Regions from separate parts of the Mus musculus genome. Here all the other regions are linked to region 4. Evidence: chromatin contacts called from public HiChIP or PLAC-seq and promoter capture Hi-C data. All regions are on one chromosome and are shown on one strand. Each heading gives the region's core, a stretch centred on a gene start, on an enhancer-like site or on the middle of the called end of the contact. The rest is flanking DNA. Distances are from core to core; before and after follow the strand shown. Region 1 holds the start of Med1 (mediator complex subunit 1). Region 2 holds the start of 4833417C18Rik (RIKEN cDNA 4833417C18 gene). Region 3 holds the start of Fbxl20 (F-box and leucine-rich repeat protein 20). Region 4 holds the start of Sp2 (Sp2 transcription factor). Region 5 holds the start of B4galnt2 (beta-1,4-N-acetyl-galactosaminyl transferase 2).

Region 1 (2,837 bases), core at 334-2,833, 1.2 Mb after region 4:
TAAAATCTTTAAAAAAAAAATAATTAGGGGTTTTTTTTGTTTTGTTTTGTTTTGGTTTTTGGAGACAGGGTTTCTCTGCGTAGCCCTGGCTGTCCTGGAACTCACGCTGTAGACCAGGCTGGCCTCGAACTCAGAAACCGCCTGCCTCTGCCTCCCAGGTGCTGGGATTAAAGCTGTGGGCCACCACACCTGGCTCCCTTTTTCCTTTTCTTTTGGTGCTGGGAATTGAACCCATGGACAAGAAGACATTACTCTAACCACTGCTCTACATTCCCAGCCTCTAAATTATCTTTAAATTAACATACAAAGCAATGCATATCATTTTGGCATTCTTATACATATAGGCCATTATACTTGGTCCAAGTCCTCTCCCTCTGAGAGCCACACTGCCCCAACCTCCAAACAGCCAAACCTCTCACTTCATTTCATATTCCACTAACCTTTCTATCCTGCAGACCTCCTTTGTTCCCACATGGTCCCATGTTTTCACAACCAACACACACCAACACATACCTACGTCGAGATTCCTCATAAGAGAAAATGTGCTATTTATCTTAATATGGCTTATTTTGAGTATCGTCCACTTTGCTACAAATGTCGAGACTTCATTTTTGGATAAGCCAGTCCAGGTCGTGGGAGGGAGTATCTGAACCAAGAATCAAACTCTTAGCTGGCCGAGAGGTGTGTAAGCCCGCACTTGGGAGGCTGAGGCAGGGGGACCTTGTCTCAAGAAACAAAGAAGATTCTATCCCTTCCCTTTTCTTCCCTCAACTGGGAAACTGGTTTGGGGATTGTTCCTGCCAGTTTATAGTTCTGAACACCTCTCCCCCAAGCTTTAAAGCCACCGGTCGTGCACAACTGAAAGCAGTTCGTAAAGACACAGCACAGTATTTGAACACTATGACCTTCCAAGTAATAAACGGCCCGCTTTTACTATGATGAAGATCGAACCAAGCAAGTCACTCCGGCTAAAACACCCTCCATTACTTTGACATTACATTGTTCTAGTGTCATCTTCAGCGATCTCTCCTGGAACAAAGCATCAACAAGTTTCAGTTTCCCTCTCCTTGGGTCCCACCGGGCTAAGCTCAAAGTACCCTGAGGCTCAACTTCCTCGTCCCTCGTCCCGCAGAAAACCTTTCACGAGTGGAGGAGACGGGGGAGCAGCGCCCCGGAGGAGGCGCTCCAGCATCTGTAGGGCTCGGTCGGGATCTAAGATGCACATTCCACCAGGATCCGGTCCCACGCACGGTGGCCCTGGAGGGGCGTGGGTCCCCACCTCCTCTCTCGGATTGGCTCGCCGCAGCGGTGTACCGCCCCTCCTTCCCCGCCACCCCCCAGTCACTCACCCTCGGTTTCCCCCTGAGCCTTCATCCTGACAGCGGGGAGGTCTTGGGTCCGCCACGAGCCGGGGAGCCTTTCCCCGCCACTCAGAGGGGAACCAAGTTAGCCTGGGCTCCGGGGAAGCGGCGCACCAGCGGCCCCGACTCTTCCGGGGAAGGCTCAGTCTGAAGTCCCCGGCGGCAAGAAGAGAAGGGTGCTCGCGGCCGCCGCCATCTTCCCCAACGGAACTTCCCAAAGATCGCGAGATTAATCGTGTTCCTGTGAGACGGAGGAAGAAGGAACCGCACCAAAGTCTCGCGGAGGTTGGCTGATTTCGTCCTCCCCGCAGGATCTCTAGCAGGCCCGGCTCCGATTGGCTCAGAATTCACACCTTGGCGTCTAAGGGTGTGTGCCCAGAGTTGACATCTCTCTGAAAGTTTATGTTTGCATCCCGACAGTTACACAATTTGTAAATTAAAAGCGTTAGCTCTTCCGTCCCGCGGTGGTGGCGGCTCAAGCCTTTGATCCCAGCAGACAGGCGGAACTCTGAGTTCGAGGCCAGCCTGGTCTACAGTGTGAGTTCCAGGACAGCCATGGCTACACAGAGAAACCCTGTCTCAAACGAAACAAAATGTTTGCTCTTTGAGCACCTGGAAAAGTGGCACACTCCTATAATCCCAATGAGGAAGGGGATAGTGAAAACCGGTCCTTACAAAATAATCTCTACTGAAAGATTTCCAGTGAGTTTTAGTGTTTGGGTGTTTAGAGTTTGCCTGGTGGTGGCGCACACCTTTAATCCCAGCGCTCTGAAGGGAGAGGCAGGTAGATCTCTGAGTATGAGGGCAGCCTGGTCTACAAAGTTTCTGGACAGCCAAGGCTACAGAGAAACCTTGCCTGGACAAAAACAAAACAAAACAACAAAAAAGTAAGATTTGTAAGATGACAAGACTTGTAACTCACCAGCAACATACCTGATTAGCATGTCTGAAGTCCTGGGTTTAATTCCTAGAGAAAGTGGGAAGGTGAAATTTCCTGAAGAACCAGAAGCAGTTATGTTGTTTAAAAAAAAGAAAGAAGGGGCTGGAGAGATGGCTCAGTTAATTTAAGAGCACCGACTGCTCTTCAGGAGGTCCTGAGTTCAATTCCCAGCAACCACATGGTGGCTCACAACCATCTGTAATGAGATCTGACTCACTCTTCTGGAGTGTCTGAAGACAGGTACAGTATATATATATACACACACACACACACATACATATACACATATACACGCATACATACATATATATATAATAAATAAAAGAAAAAGAAAGGAACTAGGGAGGCAGAGGCAGGCAGATTTCTGAGTTGGAGGCCAGCCTGGTTTACAGAGTGAGTTCCAGGACAGCCAGGGCTACACAGAGAAACCCTGTCTCGAAAAACCAAAAAAAAAAAAAAAACCCAAAAAACAAAACAAACAAACAAACAAAAACAAAACAAAAAAAGAATGACTTCACACACACAAAGAAGATGAT
Region 2 (2,719 bases), core at 170-2,669, 1.1 Mb before region 4:
GGGTCAATGTGAGGTGTTTTCTTTCTTTCTAAAGACAGGTTCTCTCATTGGCTGGCCAATGACCCTTCTGCCTTCACTTCCCCAGCATTAGGACTACAATCCCCAGCATGCCCAGCTCTGACATGAGTTCTGTGGATGGAGCTCAGGTCCAGCATGGTTGCATGCAAGCTCTTTACCTGCTGAGCTATGCCCCTAGCACAGGTTTTGCTATTTTTCGGCAGGCAGTTTTCTTACAGGCTTTGAGAATTTATTTAGATTTATTTGCTATTTATGCATTACACATGCATATCCCTAGTCTGTGGCTTACCTTTTCTCTTAGTATGCCAGGCCCTGAGTGCCTTGCAGTTCACCATTGAGCAACAGGCCCAGATATTTTCACTCTTCTGATGGTACTTGGAGTAGCACAGTCCTCGTCTGTGCGTTTTATTCGGGCTTTGTTTAAACTGAGGTGTAGGCATTCCCCTATGTCGTCAGCCAAGCTCACCGCTTCTGTCACTTTCAGGTCAACAATTCTCTTGGGACTTTCTGCTGTGTTTAGTGTTAACAAGAATCCGATTTCATATTCTTTCCCTATAAGCAAGCACACAGCAGGATGTCAAGTAGGTCCTTTCCCCTAACTCTGTTGTGCTACCTTTTATTATTATTTAAATTTGTGACACCTTTGTTATTATAAACTATGCATAAAGGTGAGGCTGCATCTTGCTTCCCTATTCTGTTCCATCGGTATGTTTATCCATCCAGACATTATCTTAATTTCTTTAATGTACAGTTAACAAGCATCTTTATTTTCTGGTAGCGCAAGTGTGCCTCCTCTCACGTCTTGATCTTTTTGAGGTTGCGATGGTTCATTCAAACTGATCCATTCAGATGTTTTAAAGAGTGCGTGGGTTGTGTCTGCAAGAGGCATGCTTAGAGAATTAATCGGAGAGTCGGGAGAGGCTCCTTTTGGTTTCCATGGCATCCTCCCAAGGGTGAGAACCTATAGCCACCGTGCCAATCACTCTGTAGGGAGACCATAATGCGTCAGCAGGCTCCCTCGTCATTTATCCCACAGGGACGAACACAAATCCCAGATCTTAATCCAAAGAAGATACAATACTCCCTGTACATATTTTCCACCCGCGGCGCGATGCAGCTAAAGAAATCCTTAGCGATTCCTGCCCTTCTCTCGGAGAAACACCTCATGGACGGTGAGAAACTGTACTGATCGCCTGCCAGCCTGACTAAGTGACTGTTGTCTAATTGAAACACAACCTCGCTGGGTGAGCAATGCAGAACCAAAACACGGGTTTATGACCCCTAAACGCACAAGCCTCGGGGAATCGCTCTCTTGTACCCAATCAGAGGTCCCCTGGCACCACTTACCCGCCCCCCGGCCCCGTCCGGCCACTTCATTCGCGGCTCACAAAGCAATCCTACCGCGCGTTCTGCACAGCAGCCAATCAGAGGGTAGGGGGCGGGGACTCCGAGGCGCGGTGTGTGCAGCGGTACTCAGACAGGAAAGCCTCGGGATCCTTCGGGTTCTTTCGTTTTCCCTCCTGGGTAAAGTTATGTTCAGTCTTCCATCAACTCGTTTATTTTTCCGCCCGACTCGGCGCGCGTGCGCAGTGCCTCCCAGCCCAGGCTGTTCCTGAAATGTAATCGTGTTGAGACACAGGGAGGGAAGCTGAACGTCCATTCTACAGGTCAGTGCATTCCCTGCGGAGGCTCGGGTTGGTTGCTACTTCCTGCAGGCCCCAAAACAGGGATTCTAAGGCCAAAAAAAGGTTCAGTGAGGTCCCACCGAGATTTGAACTCGGATCGCTGGATTCAAAGTCCAGAGTGCTAACCATTACACCATGGGACCTGCTGGCGGCTTAAGGCGCCCGGCAGCCTTCTCAAGCCACATGACGTTGGGCAACCTTTTCTAAGCTTCGCTACACTTGGCTTGGGCCCGTGGCCGGTGGCCGCGATGGCGGGCAGACACGGAACCACCGAGATTCTCATGTCCTTACGAATTCCAAACGTTCATGGGCCCCGAGGTGTCTGTCACCTCTTCCGGTGATCCTCCAAGGGTCCCGGCTCTTGACCCCAAGTCTCGAGGGCGGCTGGTCGTCCGATCGGACCAAGTCCGGAGAAAGCCGGCTCCGGTCCCGGACTCCGGGCAGGAGGTTCGGCGCACGCAGCCTGGGCTTTCTACTTGTTTTCTGCGTTTATATCAGGAGGGCTGTGGCTAGGACGCTTTGGCCCAGCGGGGAAGGACGCGGACTGGCACGTGGTGGCACAGCCGTTCAAACCCCGGACGAAACCTGGGGTACAGACGGGGATGCTGGAGAGTGCGCCGCACGTGGATGCCGCAGCCCCTGCTCCGCGCTATGCAAATTATCTGTAGGGAGATTGGCGCTTCCAATTCAGCACTTCCCCCCGCGCTTCAAAAGGCCGGACTACCGAAACTTCTAGTGTGCCGATCCTTAGAAAAACCCAGTCAGAATTTTAACAACAGACACCCACCATTCAACACACCACGCGCACACACACACATATCCCGCAAAACAACAACAAAATCCCCACTTCTGCACTGTCTAGTCTTTCATTTTCCCTAAATGTGTTTCTGCAGGTCAGTCAACACTTTGACTCAGCAGTTCACCTTCGGAGCATTACCCTAGTGGACATCCATCTGTGCCTCGAGGCTGCTTCAAGGATGCTCTGGACTATGTATTGTTTATTATAATATAGTGAG
Region 3 (2,727 bases), core at 143-2,642, 1.2 Mb after region 4:
CCTCCTACCTTAACTTTATAACTATAAATACTTTTTCAAGAAATACTAAGACTATACAGAAGTTTCGCCCCTAGGTGAGACTTTCACCCGAAGCCCACAAACTTTTTGTCTCAAATTTATCTTTTAAAGGGAGCTGAAGGGAAACACTGGGTGTTAAAAATACAACAAGAGAGAGGAGACAGGAAGCCAGCAAGTGAGATGAACACTGAGCCTGGGCCCAGCACAGGTCAGTCAGCCTGAGCCTCTGCCAGAAAAGGCCAGGTAACATTTTCTCTTGTGTAAGTTTCTTTGTCTCTCGGCCTACCAATGAAACCTCCAGCACATCTCCAAACTACTGTATTTCATTTCACCAGTACTTAGGATACTTCCCAAAGGAATCCCTTTCTCAGTCGTGAACTCGCTTTTAAAGATCTTTCTGACTATGTACGGTTCCATTCCAAGACTACAAACCTCCTTTTCAGAGGACAAACTTAAGACAAAACAAAAAAACAAAACAAAACAAACCAGGAATGGGTTCTCCGAAGGCTCTCAGACCTTCCTCGCATTCTCGGAACAGATATCTAAGTTCCCAATAAACAATGAACCACAAAAGTATTAGACTACACGGGGAAGAGGAAGTATTAGAATATCCAAACAGCACGAAAACCCCACAGTCGCCTCTATCGTCCCAGTTTACTACCACCCCCAACTTCCTACTTCCACCGAGGACTAATCGATTCCCGCTCGGGTGGAGATTCACGAAGGCAGCAGGCGCTGGCCAGTCGGGGACTGAGTGCTTTCACTGCGTGGTGGAAGGAGGCTAGCCAAGGGCTGGGCAGAGAATGGGAAGCTGGGTGTTATGGGGGAGGGGGGATTTAGGGCGCCAGGGCTAATCCCGGCCAGGGCCCGCGGGTGGAAGGGGCAGCAGGCGAACCTCCCGGAAGGCGAGGCAAGCCGGTGCGCGGGGCTTGCGGGTCGCAAGCAGGGGAGGACGCCGGCGGCCGCATCGGGGGCGGGTGGCGGGCCGCACAAGGGAGGAGGCTCCGGTCGAGCTACTGTTTGGGGTGCGAGAGCTGGCCTTCGCCGCCGCCCGAGACCCCTCCGAGCTCACACCTCAAACCTGCTCTTGGTCACTCCGTTCACGTCCCTCCTCATGGGGCCGGCGGGTGCGGCCCGGGCAGGGCGCTGCGGCGTGCGGAGTGCAAAGATAGGGGCCAGGGCAGGCCCCGGAGTTCCGGGAGCGGGAGGCGGCGGCGGCAGCAAGGCGAGGCTCGCCCGGCCGACGCGGAGGAGCGACCGCTCGAGTCCCGCGGGGGCCTCCACCACCGCCCGCGGCGTCCGCGGCCGCGACGACTGCCAGTCGCTAGCTCGGTCCTCTCCAAAGCCTCAACTTCAACCCAAAACAAAAACACTCCCCACCTGCCAGCAACGCCGCTCCTCATTGGGCAGAGCCGCCCGGGCCTCGGAACGTCGGGGGAGGGGAGGAGCGCTCGGCGGCGGCGGCGCGAGCCCACCCCTCCCCCACCCGGCGCAGCCCCGGACGGTGAGCCCGCGAGCGCCTGGAACGTGGGGTGACCGGGCGCCAGCCCACCAGGACAAGGAGAAGCAGGGAAGTGCCCAAGTGCGCGCCTGCTTCGGTGCGCGCGCGGGCGTGGGGGGGGGGGGCACGGTGTGTGTGCTGTGGGGCGGGTGCGAGTGCGCGCGTGCCCGCGGACCGGCGAGAAGAGCAGAACAGGGACAGGAACATCACCGGATCCCCTCCAGCACTGCGAGGGCTCACTGGCACGTAGCGACCCACGCGGAACCTGAGCTTTCAGCCTAGGGTCCCCAGCTCTGATCTGATCACTTCCCCGGCGGCCTGAGCTGGCACCCACGTCTTTCTGACCACCCAGCTCCCGTCCTCTATCACTCACTGTCGCCTTGAACCCAAAGTGCAGCAGGCGGTCCCTGCTCGGAGCCATTTTCCTCCTCTTTCTAGACGTCTCTAGGTTGGGGCAGTGCCGCCGCCGCTGCCGCCGTAGGTGCTGCCGCCGCCTCCCCCACCCCGGTGAATTGCATTACGGGGTGCTGCAGGGAGGCCTGGGGGGCCCCTGCGGGGCGGATGGCTCTCAGTGCCAGGCTCCAGAAGGCAGGAGCTGGTTGCGCTAAGAGGAGGACGTAGCGCCAGCTCTGCACAGGAGCTGGCAGCGAGGCTACACCTCGGGATCAGGGGGTGCAATGCCCCAGCCCAGTACCCATTCCTTGGGCCGGGGGAGGGGCTGGCGTCAATCGGGTGGGGGCGGGCAAGGCACAAGGGCCATTGGCGTCCCCGCCCCTCCGGCCGCTGGCGCCCAATGGGCTGCAGCGGCTGCTCACCCTCCAATCGGAGAGCTGGTTCGTGAGAGCCACGGCGTGACGCCATTTCGGCGGGAGAAACAAGCATGTAGGAGCGAGTAGGCGGGGGCGGTTGCCCATAGGAAACTCTTCCATTGGATTTCGCTCCTAGTATAAAAGGTAGTCTGTCATCTTTTTGTTAACTCCAGCCTTCAAGACTTCCAAAATCTATGACCTATTTTCCACGAATTATGAAACAACCGAGAGTGAAATTGCTCCGTCAGAGACATTACAAAATGTACCAAACCTGAAATATTAAAAACTACCATAAATCCCAGCCGTCCTAATTAGACCTTAATACTGCTTCCAATTTTATGCTCAAAGCAATTACGAGTTTGTCGTCAGACCTTTTCTACTTAGTTTTAGAACTTGAAA
Region 4 (2,837 bases), core at 190-2,689:
GAGCTGGCTCACCCTAACCTTTCTAGCCCTCCAAGACAGCTCAGCCGTAGAGGTGCTTGTCCAACATTTGTGGATTCAACCTTCATCACCACAGGGGGGTGGGGGGGGGGTGTCTCAACTCAGGGTTTTGTCCTCTGTAATGCCAAGGGCCTTCTAGGGCACAGCATGGAACAGCTGTAGCCTGTTCCTGCCAGTACACACTGAAAAGTTAATCGCCTTTCTACAATGAAATCTGTATAAAGGGGACCCTTGGGCCAATTCCTGGCTCACAGACCACTGGCTATGGTCTGCCTCTCTCCTCGTTGACAGGCCTCTACAGGCCCAAACTTTTATTTTGATATGTAATAATCCTGTAACCTCCTAAAAATGGGGAAAGTTCAGGAGAAAAAACCAAACAGAGTCCCCCTGGATCATGTTAGTTATGAAACGATTAAACATGACAGGCTATTAGAATCAAAACCAAGGAATGTAGAGAGGACAGGTTTCTCAGTCGCCCAGCGCAAAAGACAGTTCCTTTTCTACTAAAACTAGAATAAGGCACTGGGAAAGAAACCTAAGAAGGAAGGGAAGATTCTGAGCACCCTTAAGCCAGCAACGCGGATGAAGAAAAGCATCTATTTTATTTCTTAGGTCATCTGTTACGAGCGATAGCGCCTACGCTTTTTTGGAATTCCAGTGCATTTTTGCCCAACCCCCCCACCCCCCGCAAGGGGCATCGGGCCATAGCCTGGGAGCTCTGTCCACAAGTTCTCCAAACTTCTAAAATTCCAAGAGCTTGCAGATACTAGCCGCAGGCTCAAGGATCCAGGTATAAACATTAAAAGTCGGTTTTTCGTTCAGCAGTCATCTGCCTAGGGCGTTCCCTCCAATCCTGCCACCCTCTGGGACTGCGGTGGCCCGGCCAGCAGGCTGCAGTTCAGACCAGCAGGGCCCATCTGACTGGCACCACCTGGGTCCCAAGCCTGGGCTGCCCACAGGACGAGCCCGAGGGGGCGTCGGCCGCCTGCGTGGAGCAAACTCGGGCGCAGGCTGAAGGCCCGGCGCGACCCAAGCTGAGGGGGCGAAGGGGGTTATCAGGCTCGCCCTGCTGCCCCCGCCGCCTGCCAGCCCCGGAAGCGCCGCCCTCCCGCCCGGGGCTCCGAGGGGCGGGGAGTCTAACGCCCCCTTCCGGGTGCCTCCGCCCGGCCGGCCAGCCGCGCTCCTCCTCCGGGCGGGAATCCTTCCTCCCCCGCCCCTCCCGTAGCCGGGCCCCGGCGCCAGTCCCAGTCCCAGGGGGGCACCCCCGGTTCCGGCCTCCCCTCCCCGAGGCCTCTGTCCGTCTTCCCGACCCTTGAGGGCCGGGAAGACGCCGCCGGCAGACGCCAGGACCCACCGCTCATTACGACATCTTCCTCCCTGGCCTCCGCCGCCTCCGCCGCCACCGAGAGCCTGACACCGCCCGCCTAGCACCCGCCAATCCCGGAGCCCGCCACCGCCCGAGCGACGGCAGCTTTTACCAATGAACGCTTGGTACATTGGGGACCGACAGCATTTTCAACCAATCATTGGGAAGCATCTAGAGTGACGTTGGTCTGGCCAATAGAACTGTGAAGTGTCATTGATAGACGGTAGGAGTCGCCAACCGGAAATCAACGGGGGAATGAACGACGTATCCTTTAGCCAACTGGCGGGAGGCAAAGTCCCGCCTGCTAGGAGGTTGATGGACAGCAACAGGAAGCTGGGTGAGGAGGGGCTTAGCCGAGAAGTGTTTTTGTATTGGTCGTAATTGACCTTCCACCCACCTCTAACCCAGCAGATAAGTGATAGATCTGCCCTAAAGCCAATCAGAAGTGCTACTGTGAAATGCCCCGTAAAGAGCTTATACATCTCTCAATACAGTCTGGCATGGTGAGTCTCAAGTGTAGCTGTCGGATACGCGGTGCCCGGCCCCCAGTGAGCGCATCGCCTTCACCTCAGGCCCTCGCCCGCCATCCATCGCCTCTCGAGAGTCGACGACCTGGCAGGAGTTGGGTTACCTGGCACTTCCTAGAGGGAATTGTCATTATGTCATCTCAAGCCCCTGTTAATCTTCACCAATGTTTCGCAGAGCTTCCCTGATCCTCTCAGCTTCAGACAGGCGTGTTTGAGCCTTTATCAAAAGCAGATCCCTAGGGTCGTCCCTAGTTACATTTGCTATTTCCCGGGGGGCGGGGTGTGTGTGCCTAGAATCTGCATTTTAGCCTGCGCCTCAGGTGGGCAGAATTGCACGCTGGCATCCTAGCGACCCTGCTTGGTCTCTGCTTCATCTCCTCCTGTATGAGGGGCCGTGCTTGACAGGCACCACAGGTAGGTTTAGCTTTCTCTTCCAGGCCCTCTGCGAACGACTAACTTAGGCAAGCTGTACGTAGCACTCAGAGGGAATTCACGCTGGCTTGAGACCTGCGTGGGTAGGAAACCCCACACCCCATCTGCAGTGGACCCTTAGACTCTTGTTGAAGCCAGAGCACTCACACATCCACCTCATAGTACCACCCTTCCTGGTTGGTTTTGTTTTGTTGTTTTAACCCACAGTGAGAAAAAAATGTTTTACATCCAGTAAATTAACTTATAAGAACATGTAACAAAGCTTCCCAAATCAACATTTGAGAGACATTGATCGCAGGTAGATGAGACACATACATCCCTGCTGGGGTCTTATTTGCTGAGGATCAAGTCCCCAACACTAAGCATGAACTGTATAAACACTAAGCATGAACTGTATCGTCGAGCTGTTCCCCAGCTCTCATTACATTTTCTCTTCGCCTCTTCTATCTTCCTCCTCCTTCTTCCTGTCACTTCGAAGAAAAGGTTGCTGAGAT
Region 5 (2,843 bases), core at 73-2,572, 1.1 Mb before region 4:
AAAATAGCAGACTTCAGAGATGAAAATCGTAGATCTAAGGGTACAATTCTAGCTCTTTATAAGTGAAGGAAAAACAAAGTCTGGCCCAAAATGTGCCAGCCTTGTGTTCATTAGCATCATTCAAGTTGACTGAGTCTATGAAACAGAAGTCCCAGCTCCTATCTCCTCCCACATGCAGGAAGCAGGAAGCTAGAAAGAATATTGAAGGACTCTGGGATTCCTGAAGCCCTTCCTTAGCAATGCACAGCAGACTCCCAATATCTGCCTTCCTCCACTCTCTCCCTAAATCCTTTGTGGAACAAATGTGTGCTTTAAAAACAAACAAACAACCCCCCCCCCCCCAAACCTGGTCCTGGTGCAGAGTCTGCAAACCGTATACCACTGAGGAACTTCCTCAGCCCCTTTGAAAGTTTTGAGATCAGATCGGATGTCCATCTGGCCTCAGAATTGTGGCCCTCTGCCTTCCAGGTAGTTTAGTAGTAGTGACTGGCCTCTGAGTGTCAGGCAAGCACTTCACCATCAGAGCTACATGCCCCTCCCTTTAACTGCATTTGCTTTTGAAAAAAGAGAGAGAAAGAGAGAGAGAGAGAGAGAGAGAGAGAGAGAGAGAGAGAGAGAGAGAGAGAGAGAAACTTTGAGGAGGTGTGTGTAACACACCAAAATGATTTCTAACTCACACAACTCGTTTCTGATCCTTCTGAGTGTTTTGTAAAACTTAATCGAACACGCCTAAGTTCAGCCTCTTCAGCGTTCCACGGTGTTGTGCGGTGCATTGAGGTACAGCTGAGCCTCTTACTCCTGATGCAACCTTCTGAAACCCATTGGCTCTGTGAGGGCTGCTATAAAACTCTCTGGAAAGGACTCAGGGATCCAGGCTCTTACACTTGCCTAAACCCACATCCTACAGCTGGGTACCAGACTCAGTCAGGTAGGCGCCTGATCCCCGTTCAGCGCACCCGGCACCCCCAAGACACGACCCCACGCTCGGACTTGCCCCCCACCCCCTGGAGATCAACCTCCAAGTCGGATTTTCCCATGGGAAAACCGGTTCCGGGTTTGAGCCGGCGCAGCGTCTGAGACGGGAGAGAGGAGCGGGATGTCTAGCCAGGAAGGCACGCACTGTGCCGGGAGATCCTTGTCACCCACGCGAAGACTCCCCGGGCTCCACCAGCCGGCTGCCTGCTGTCTGAGCACTGCTGGCTGCCGCCGTTACACCTGTTCCTCCCCAACTCCGCGTGCCCACGTTCCTCCGGCCCAGGGACACTCACTACCTGGAAGTCATCGCAGCTCGCTCCAGCCACTTCTGCAGACTGCCTACCGCAGGTCTGGACGCGAGCAGGAATGAGCTGCGAGTCCCAGGGACCGCGCCCGCCTACCTCGCACAACCCCCGCCCAGGCGCTGGACCTTGCCTCGCGTCCAGGATGTGTTCCAACGGTTTTGACACTATTTAAGTTGGTCCACTGTGGCTGTGCGGCGCCAGGAGCCTATGTCCCGGTACATGATCCCTCCGGTGACCAACGCCCAGGCTTTTCCTACTAGAAGAGTTACAGTCAGGTTCTAACGCTTTATTTACTTGTATAAACTATAACAGCCCCGACGACAGTTCTGTGGCTTGATTTTCAGGTGAAGAAATCTAGGCAAGTTGGGGATAATCAGACAGTAAGCAGCGTCTCAACCCACTTTGGTGTATTTTATGTCCTTTGGGTTCGGGGCTAAAAATGCAAGCCATCTCTGCTCACCCCCATTTCTTTGGTGGGCAGGTCTTTTAGAGGGAGATAGAGAGGATTCAGGGTTTTACCCAAACTTCAGGATGAACTAGGTGAAGCTGGAGAAAGTACGATCCCGTGCCACCGCTTTCCTCATCCGGGCAAATGGCTTTCCGCTCTATCTGCTCTCGCTCCAGAGCGGTCCTCCGGGCTTCAAGGCGTGTCCTAGCACGGCCTGGATAACCTGGGCGCTCGCTGCAACCTGCAACCCGCAACCCGGCCCCTGCGCTTCTTTCCAAATTAATTCTCTTTCTCAGCCTCCCCGGGTCATCAAGCTTTTCTGTCCACCCTAGAAAGAAACACAGTTTCGTAGTCCACTCCTAGCTCTCCCTATCATCTCGGGCCCTTCTACAGCTCAAATTTCAGTTCCCTCAAATTCAGCCTTTGTCCTTACCTTTCCCCTAACACTCTACCGCAAATTGTCGTGACAGGAAAACAAAGCCGCATCCGTAGCCCAATCTCTCTTACAATGACCTATCGGACCACATAATGCCTTTTTGCTTGGACGTAGGAAAAAAGCGAATTTCACTCGAAATCGTTCCGCATTTGTGTTTGTGAAACCCTTTTCGAAAGGTGTTGGGGGTGGTTTTCGGGGGGGGGGGGCTCTTCTCCGTTGAGACGAGAATGGGATCCTACTGTTGTTCTGATCCTGCCAAACTGCGTGCATGCGGCTAGTTTCAGGTATGCAGAGGACGGTGTGCAATCGTCTGCTTACACATAGTATACCTTGCCGTGTCCCAGAAAGGAAGTACGGCTAAAAACAAAGTAATCCTAAATATCCAACCGGGTAAGAAAGATATAGTCACTGAGGCAGGAGGATCAGAATCCAGGGTCACCCTTAGTTACACACCAGTTAGATGAATATATAACTCGTAGAATGCAGCGTGGGGGAGGGAGGATCTTTGCCCGCTGTACACCTGACAGGATTGCCATAGAATATACAAGAAACTCAAAAGAAAGAATAAAGCCATTTTTTCCAACTCCATCATAAGTCTGATCTCCCTCTTTTCTTTTCTTTTCTTTTCTTTTCTTTTCTTTCCTTTCCTTTCCTTTTCTTTTCTTTTCTTTCTTTCTTT

Evidence for each region. Promoter capture Hi-C pulls out the DNA fragments that hold promoters and counts their contacts. HiChIP or PLAC-seq counts read pairs in DNA pulled down with a chosen protein or histone mark.
Region 1: a promoter capture Hi-C map of pre-B cells shows a contact between it and region 4, with 4 times the contacts expected there. The contact joins the promoter of Med1 here to the promoter of Sp2 in region 4. A contact is called at or near these places in 2 of 39 promoter capture datasets (liver and pre-B cells) and 1 of 115 datasets of contacts at active chromatin or transcription factors (pancreatic cancer cells).
Region 2: a contact with region 4 is called in a FOXA1 HiChIP or PLAC-seq map of pancreatic cancer cells. The contact joins the promoter of 4833417C18Rik here to the promoter of Sp2 in region 4. A contact is called at or near these places in 2 of 39 promoter capture datasets (hippocampal neurons and liver) and 1 of 115 datasets of contacts at active chromatin or transcription factors (pancreatic cancer cells).
Region 3: an H3K27ac HiChIP or PLAC-seq map of microglia shows a contact between it and region 4, with 6 times the contacts expected there. The contact joins the promoter of Fbxl20 here to the promoter of Sp2 in region 4. A contact is called at or near these places in 1 of 39 promoter capture datasets (liver) and 1 of 115 datasets of contacts at active chromatin or transcription factors (microglia).
Region 5: a contact with region 4 is called in a promoter capture Hi-C map of hippocampal neurons, with 4 times the contacts expected there. The contact joins the promoter of B4galnt2 here to the promoter of Sp2 in region 4. A contact is called at or near these places in 1 of 39 promoter capture datasets (hippocampal neurons) and 1 of 115 datasets of contacts at active chromatin or transcription factors (pancreatic cancer cells).

The regions. Positions count from the first base shown.
Region 1 is chr11:98,191,710-98,194,546 of GRCm38.p6, forward strand. Med1 (mediator complex subunit 1) reads right to left here and starts at 1,584. Exons shown (of 17, transcript NM_001080118.1): 1 at 1,350-1,584. The coding sequence starts at 1,374. It overlaps Gm38963 (a long non-coding RNA gene), which reads right to left. Exons shown (of 4, transcript XR_880193.2): 4 at 2,227-2,328.
Region 2 is chr11:95,857,398-95,860,116 of GRCm38.p6, forward strand. It overlaps 4833417C18Rik (RIKEN cDNA 4833417C18 gene), which reads left to right and starts at 1,420. Exons shown (of 2, transcript NR_045187.1): 1 at 1,420-1,685; 2 at 2,597-2,719. It overlaps Gm38959 (a long non-coding RNA gene), which reads right to left and starts at 1,054. Exons shown (of 3, transcript XR_880173.3): 1 at 308-1,054. n-TQttg6 (a tRNA gene) reads right to left here and starts at 1,846; the gene lies at 1,775-1,846.
Region 3 is chr11:98,148,224-98,150,950 of GRCm38.p6, forward strand. Fbxl20 (F-box and leucine-rich repeat protein 20) reads right to left here and starts at 1,393. Exons shown (of 15, transcript NM_028149.1): 1 at 1,093-1,393. The coding sequence starts at 1,134.
Region 4 is chr11:96,976,249-96,979,085 of GRCm38.p6, forward strand. It overlaps Sp2 (Sp2 transcription factor), which reads right to left and starts at 1,440. Exons shown (of 7, transcript NM_001080964.2): 1 at 1,373-1,440. The coding sequence starts at 1,379.
Region 5 is chr11:95,913,549-95,916,391 of GRCm38.p6, forward strand. B4galnt2 (beta-1,4-N-acetyl-galactosaminyl transferase 2) reads right to left here and starts at 1,323. Exons shown (of 11, transcript NM_008081.3): 1 at 1,272-1,323. The coding sequence starts at 1,282.